Linked DNA regions of Xenopus tropicalis: region 2 is linked to region 1. The links are chromatin contacts, called in public Hi-C maps. All regions are on one chromosome and are shown on one strand. The core of a region is the stretch at or near the end of the contact, and the rest is flanking DNA. Distances in the headings are between cores, read along the strand shown. Region 1 holds the start of auts2 (autism susceptibility gene 2 protein). Region 2 has its middle 50 kb from the start of auts2.

Region 1 (3,233 bases), core at 244-2,743:
AGTGAGTGCTTGGGTTGGCAGATAAAGGCACATTATAGACTGTGAGATCATTGATGTTTATCTGTCCATTGTGTTAATTCCAAGTTGCCTTTTTTACACCTTGTACAGATTGTGTAGGCAGGATTGTGCTGCTGTGTAGCTCCATTTTCAGACAAAGTGGCCAGTCCATATGGGGCAAGCAATGAGTGGCTAAAAATAGCCAGTGGGGGCCATGAATGGGCCATGCTGATGAGGGCAGCAGGGGGTGAAGAGGGCAGCTGCCTCAGTGCTAAGCTTGCTCCTGCCTTGCCTGCCCATTTGGGACCCAGATGAAAGGAAATCTTCTCAACATATTGTTTTCCGGGAAGTACTTTGCAACCCACACAAGGACGTGGCAGCAAACATTACATTTAAATAGAGAGGGGGGTAAACACGGCTTTAACTAAGATCATTATAATAACAAACACTTTTGCCTACACACTACACTTGCAATCGTTTCCCTGATAGCTTTGTGCCTTTTATGAATATCAAATCGGGTATTTTGCCCTGCTTCGTCCAAATCAGCCCCCACCGTGCCCGGCAGTGAAAGGGTTGATGATCTGAGCTCCATTCATTTGTAATTGTCACCTCGCAGCATTCTGCAGGGGGCTCCGATCCCACAACAACACAAACAGAAAAGCTTGTGCCCTGTCTCACCCCCAATGTCCTTAATAGCGATCCCACCCAGCAGAATAACAAGAGTGGGCAACACTAAATGAAGAGGGGTCGCCCTGCGGGTACAGGGGGGTCGGCAGCAACACAGGGAAGCCCTTACTAAATATATCCCACCAGAATAGAATAGCTAATGATCGGAAAGAGTGATGGTCCCCAGGAAATATAATGGGAATATGGTGATACCGTACCTGCAATCGGTGTAGGTCCCGGTGCTGAGAGGGAGCTTAGTGCGATGGGACCCAAGCTTTACAGTAATCCAGGTTTGCACGGTGTCTCCCAGCCATAGAGAAGCAATCCAGACATCCCGAAGTGAGAATAAAGGAGTAAATATATATATGTGTGTATGTATATACAATAATGCAACAGTAAAGCAAAAGGGGCTCCTGGTGCGATTATCCCGGGCGCTGAGTACAAAGCTCGTCCAAGGGTTAAGGGATGCGCGGAGGCAGAAGGGAATCAAAGCAACAGCGGCAGGAGGAGGACAAAGAAAACCATGTGCACCAAGGCAGATCCTACCCGCCAGCCCGATTCCCCTTCAAGCAGACAGACGGCAGCAGCAGCAGCAGCTTCCCCCTCCCCTGCCTGCTGCTCCTCCTCCGACACACACAGCCTCAGCCCCGAGCGCTGCTCCTTCACCCTACAGCTCCGCACAATCCCGGGACACCCCCTGTGCGGCGAGCAGCCCCTCGCAGCCCCTCTGTACTCTCTGTCACTTCAGTACCGGCTCCCCTGCTGCCCCGACAGCCGCTTCCTCTCTTTTGTTTTACAGAAGGGTTTCAGCTCAATCCCAATAGGATACATCCTCCCGGGTTCAAATCCAATAAGGGTTAATAAAGAGTAAGAAACGTGTGCGCTTTGGCTTTTATCTCTCGCTTATTCTTAATGTTAGAACAAAAGGAGAAAATCCTCAGAGCAAGCGGACCGGGGGAAGGAAAAAAAGACTTTTGTGAAGAAGTGGCTCGGCTCCTGTGGCAGTTCCTTGTGCAGCAATGGCCCCCGCGAAGTAGCAGTCACTCACACAGACAGCCCCTCACACTGGCTTCTTTCTCTGGCTCGCTGTGAGAGAGACAGGCTGTGTGTGTTTCTCTGGATTTCCAGGCTGAATACAAGTGCTTATTCAGAGACTGCATTCCAACTGCTGGGGACATCCCACAGGCTGAGTCAGCCACTCCTCTTATTTCCTGCATCAACCTGACAATCATTTAGCCACCTTTCCTCTGCTGCTTTCCCATTTTCTGACCTTTCTTCCTGCTCTTCGGCTTTAAATATAAATACTCTTCTATAATAAGAAAACCCACTCAGTCCACATGCATTTCTTCTATTTCTTACTCCTTACTGTACTATTATATGTTACAGTTATGACTACCTATTGATTTGACTTTCAGTAAATAAAGGCTGCAATATAAAATACACTGTTTTTATAGGGATGCGGTGCCTGTGAGAAGAGCTATACTTGTAAGCTTGGGCAAGGCACCCCTCCTCTCTCTGGCCACCACTGACACCAAAATTAGACTGTAAATCCAGTGCCTGAAAAAAAGGCTGAAACAAGACTCTTTAACAGTTTATGCACACACATGTATATGGTAGTACTGACTTAACTAAATGTCCTGAGGTCAGATCCTAATACTGTTTTGGGTTACCCAGTTCCATACATGTATCAATGGTGATTGTCACTCTGCCCACTTTTGGCACGGGGCGACTAATCTCCCCGTGTACTAGAGCCCTTACATTGTACCCAAACTACCAAAGCAGTGGAGTAAAATAAAAAAAAAGCATTCGAGCACAAGGGCCTCCTTTACGTGTGTGGCGGCTTTAGATGCTTCCCAAAGCGCCAGTTGACTCACAATAAAACACCCTTTGTGATGCTGCACACTACAGAATTCCTCCATTAATTCCTTTGCAACTTCAGCTTTCATTATTTACAAAACAGGTGCACACAAACACACAGGAATACTGGGGGTGACTAGCATTGTGAGAAAAACATGCCAAATTCCAGTATTTTTTTTTCTTTTGCACTTTACACAAGGCAAGTACAGTAAAGTAGCATGACAAGGGGACTCCTCAATTTCCCTTCGCCTTCAGCCATCCCTCTGAACCCCATTGTTACATACATTAATAAAACACCAGGAGACGGAAATGGGTAAAAAGAGGCCACAGCATTTATTTACATTTTATCAAATAAATAGGACCTTGCCAGCCTCACCCCAAGGCAATATTCAAAGCCAGAATTCCATAAGAGATCGCTACTATGCTCTGCTGTTCCTTACTGAAGACTTGAGATCAGCACTATGTCATTATATCCACCACTGAGTATTAGGCTGCCTCTACCTACAGAGAGGATGGCCCCAAACTCTGCTACCAGCAGGAGCTGCATCTCCCACCATGAGAGAAGTTCAGCAGCCCTGCTGCCGGTCCTGAATCTGCAGTGCCTCGATGATAGGAAATCCAAGCAGGCTGTCACCTAGCACAAGCAGTAGTAGCGTCTGTATCAATCAACCCACCGTGCAGTCAAAGGAGAGAAGCTCCTTTCTCCCTCTTCT
Region 2 (3,233 bases), core at 291-2,790, 50 kb after region 1:
TAGTTTTAGTCAGATATCTATTTGTTTAGAAGAATACTGCTAGACTTGCTCTTCTGTGCAATATTATTCTTCCCCACCCAGTGATCAGTTGGCAAAACAACAGAAACCAAACTCTCCAAATAATACATTCTAAGTGGGGTGTTCCATGAATGTCAGTCATTTATCAAAAAGTCAGAATTGAAAAAGCACAAAGAGAAAAACGCAAAAAAACATGACTTTTTTTATTTTGTTTTACATAAGCCAGCATAAAAAAACCCCCAAAACCTCTAAAACCATGATGCAAAGAAAGATCTTACAGTTGTAAAACAGATACCTGCTACTGACTTCTACATCTAAAACTTCTACAGGTTTTCGATGGCATATTTTTGCATTCGGATTTGTCGCATAATAAATCATGTCAAAATAGAGCATTAGTAAATGGCACCTGAAGGATCCCTTTTTGTTTGAAAAACAACAAGAAAATCTACAATGCAATATATTATTCTTGACCAATGGGATGTGGCATATTTTCAGGCATTTTGCGCACTGATTTTTTAGGGAGCAAAAAACACATAATTTTAAACTGTCACCTCCTACAAGGGCAACATTCTCACCTACGTTAAGCAAATTACACGGAGCAACTCCAAACATCGCTGCATAAAATCACCGTTTATTGTAGTCACTTAAAATACATATGAGTGTCCCAAAAATGGGGATTATACGCTTGACGCGTTGTCAGAATGCTATTGGTTGACAAACAACTGTGTTGGAGATTTCAGGTAACCGCCATTTAGCTATAAGTGACTGGGGCAGTTTCTGACATTTTTCAACTTACCAAAAATGGATAAAGTCCCCAACCACTATAAGCCCAAGATAAGACTGAAGAGCTTTTGGCTGTTATATTTAGTGGGAATGCCATTATCAAATTTATAGTCATATTCTTAAAAAAAAAAAAGATAGGTGAACACATTTTATATGCCTTTTATAGCCACCAAAGATGGCAGGAACTATATAGCTATGTTTTGATCTTGCACACGGGCCTATACTCAAATTCATCTCATAGTAAAATATGCATAAAACCGATAAAAACAGTAGGGGCCACTCTAATACACTGCCTTTCTCCACTTTTCAGGAAAAATATAAATAACAATAAGAAAGCTGAACTTGCCGTCTCTTGGTAATTTTCTTCTCTGCTTCGCTCTATCCTATAAATAGTTGAAAAACCTGCAATATCTTGAGTGCTGATTATTCAAGTGCCATTATATCAAACCACTGAATGACTTTGATTGCATTTGATTAAGTATGAAATATGTTTTGAATTTAGCATAGCCTGAGTCACCCTCCCACAGTAAATGATAATTAGGTATTTGAAATGTAGGAGGACATATACTGTGTGAAAGAAACTATATGAGGATCTGCTCACTTGGGACTTTCAATGCTGCAACCGCTGACCTCACAGCAGGAGAAGGTGACCTCACATTTGTTCTTCTTATCAGTCACTAATAACTATTAAGGACAATAGTAAGATCTCACACCTGCTGCCTAGTTGGAGAGAATAGGGCCTCAGCAGGGGTTGTGGCAGTAAATCTCCTCTTGCACTGCAGGCTTGTGTCACACATATACAAACACAGATAACAGCTTACACTCAGGGGAGGCAGAAATATACTACGCCATCTATGCATGTCTATCCAGATAAACCATTCATCTAGTGAACCACTAAATTTTGAACAAACATAACAGTGAAAACAGATTATTTGATTTTATATTTCTTATTATGTGAATTAGGATAATTAGATTCTGTTTAATAAATGGTATCTCCTTAAGTCATATAATTTGGTTCCAGTTTTTTTTAGATGTAAGCCATAATTTATTATGTTTTAAGTAGAAGGATGTCAACAACAAGGTAAAATTTGTAACTTGTATTAAAAAAAAAGAGGGGGTTGGAGCAATAAACATCCATGAAAATGAAAATCCATGCGATAAAAATATGCTGAATTTTGGTCAAATCTATAGCTTTATTGCCAGTGGGCATATGTTTTATGGTATACTGGGGAGACTGGAATGCTCATGTGCCACAGCAAGGTAGGGGGCGATTTGAAGCCAGGCTTCCTTTACTTAGTAATAGTATAATAATGGCTTGCAACAAAAATAGCTGCAAAGAAATGATTGAAGCTGTGTTACTAGCATGAAATTATTTCTCTACTGGTGTTTTATTTAGTGCACTTGTATTTTCACTAGATAAACTGTTTGTTTTTCCCTGGTCAGAAAGGGTGTCTCTGCAGGGGCTCTATGAGGTATATATCACGTTCTTTGCCCTTTGAAACCATATTATTAATTGCTAACTTCTGATAGGTTGCCATGGCCTAGAGCTGGAGCACACTCTGTTATTACATTACTCCCTAAGTACCCAATCAGATTCATTTAAATTTCCCATAAAATGCAGACCGAACATTAAAAAATGTTGGAACATTTGTGGTTTCTTGCTATTATATTTCAGATAGAATTAAATGCTAACCATCAAGCCTTTTAGACCTCTATACTCACATTCAATTATACCTAGAGTATTTAAGTCTTTGAGAGAAAAGCCAAATAATTAATGGCCATAATGTAAAACATCCAGATGCAACTGGCTAATGAGTCCGTATGTTGTGCTCATATTTAAATGACTGAATTGATATCAATAAATTAAATTCACATGGTTTTATCGATTATTATTCAGTGTTGACCCAGCTATCAGACCTTATTAAGGTTTTTAGCTTTGCTCCATACACATACATGCACCAAACATTTAAGGGCTCATTTATGTCCGCAAGTGCAGTGAGGAAAATGTAATTTGGAGTGCAATGCAAACGTCATTGTGGTTGCAATAGGGCCATGCACTTGGTGCAGTTGTACTGCATTAATTGCAATTATGGCTGATTTGCCAAAATTACCGAACTGCATGCTCATTTTGTCACAGAATTGAAACTATTGTGTGGAATCTGACTGCCATAATTTCAGTTTTTTGCCACTTGTGTGAATTCTGTGTCCGCTGAGCATGAAGGGAACCATTGAGCTACTGCCTAGTGAAGAGGTGGTGGTAGCTCTGGGGTACCCCTGTGTCAATAGGTGCAGCAGCACTTGATTTGGAACAGAAGGCAGGAAGGACTGAGTGGTGCTATGTGTAACTCTACAGAAGTGCAAGGAGCACATTCTGACTCAAGTACCTTTAATGAGTGATTTTGTGTATAAAAAAACACTTGCAGGAGTTGCAG

Evidence for each region. Hi-C and Micro-C count contacts between places; a contact is called where the count stands out from the background.
Region 2: a Hi-C map of neurula embryo shows a contact between it and region 1, with 2.3 times the contacts expected there. The contact joins the enhancer-like site here to the promoter of auts2 in region 1. A contact is called at or near these places in 2 of 5 Hi-C or Micro-C datasets (gastrula embryo and neurula embryo).

The regions. Positions count from the first base shown.
Region 1 is chr2:98,985,099-98,988,331 of UCB_Xtro_10.0, forward strand. It overlaps auts2 (autism susceptibility gene 2 protein), which reads right to left and starts at 1,494. Exons shown (of 16, transcript XM_031896219.1): 1 at 1,461-1,494; 2 at 882-916. The coding sequence starts at 1,494.
Region 2 is chr2:99,035,386-99,038,618 of UCB_Xtro_10.0, forward strand. No RefSeq gene overlaps it. Among named protein-coding and RNA genes, the nearest start is that of auts2, 50 kb to the left of the region's middle. Within about 2 kb of position 1,541, at least 1 of the 11 cell types and tissues checked has an H3K27ac peak or open chromatin away from gene starts, as enhancers often do. A contact at or near this core is called in neurula embryo, where this site is marked.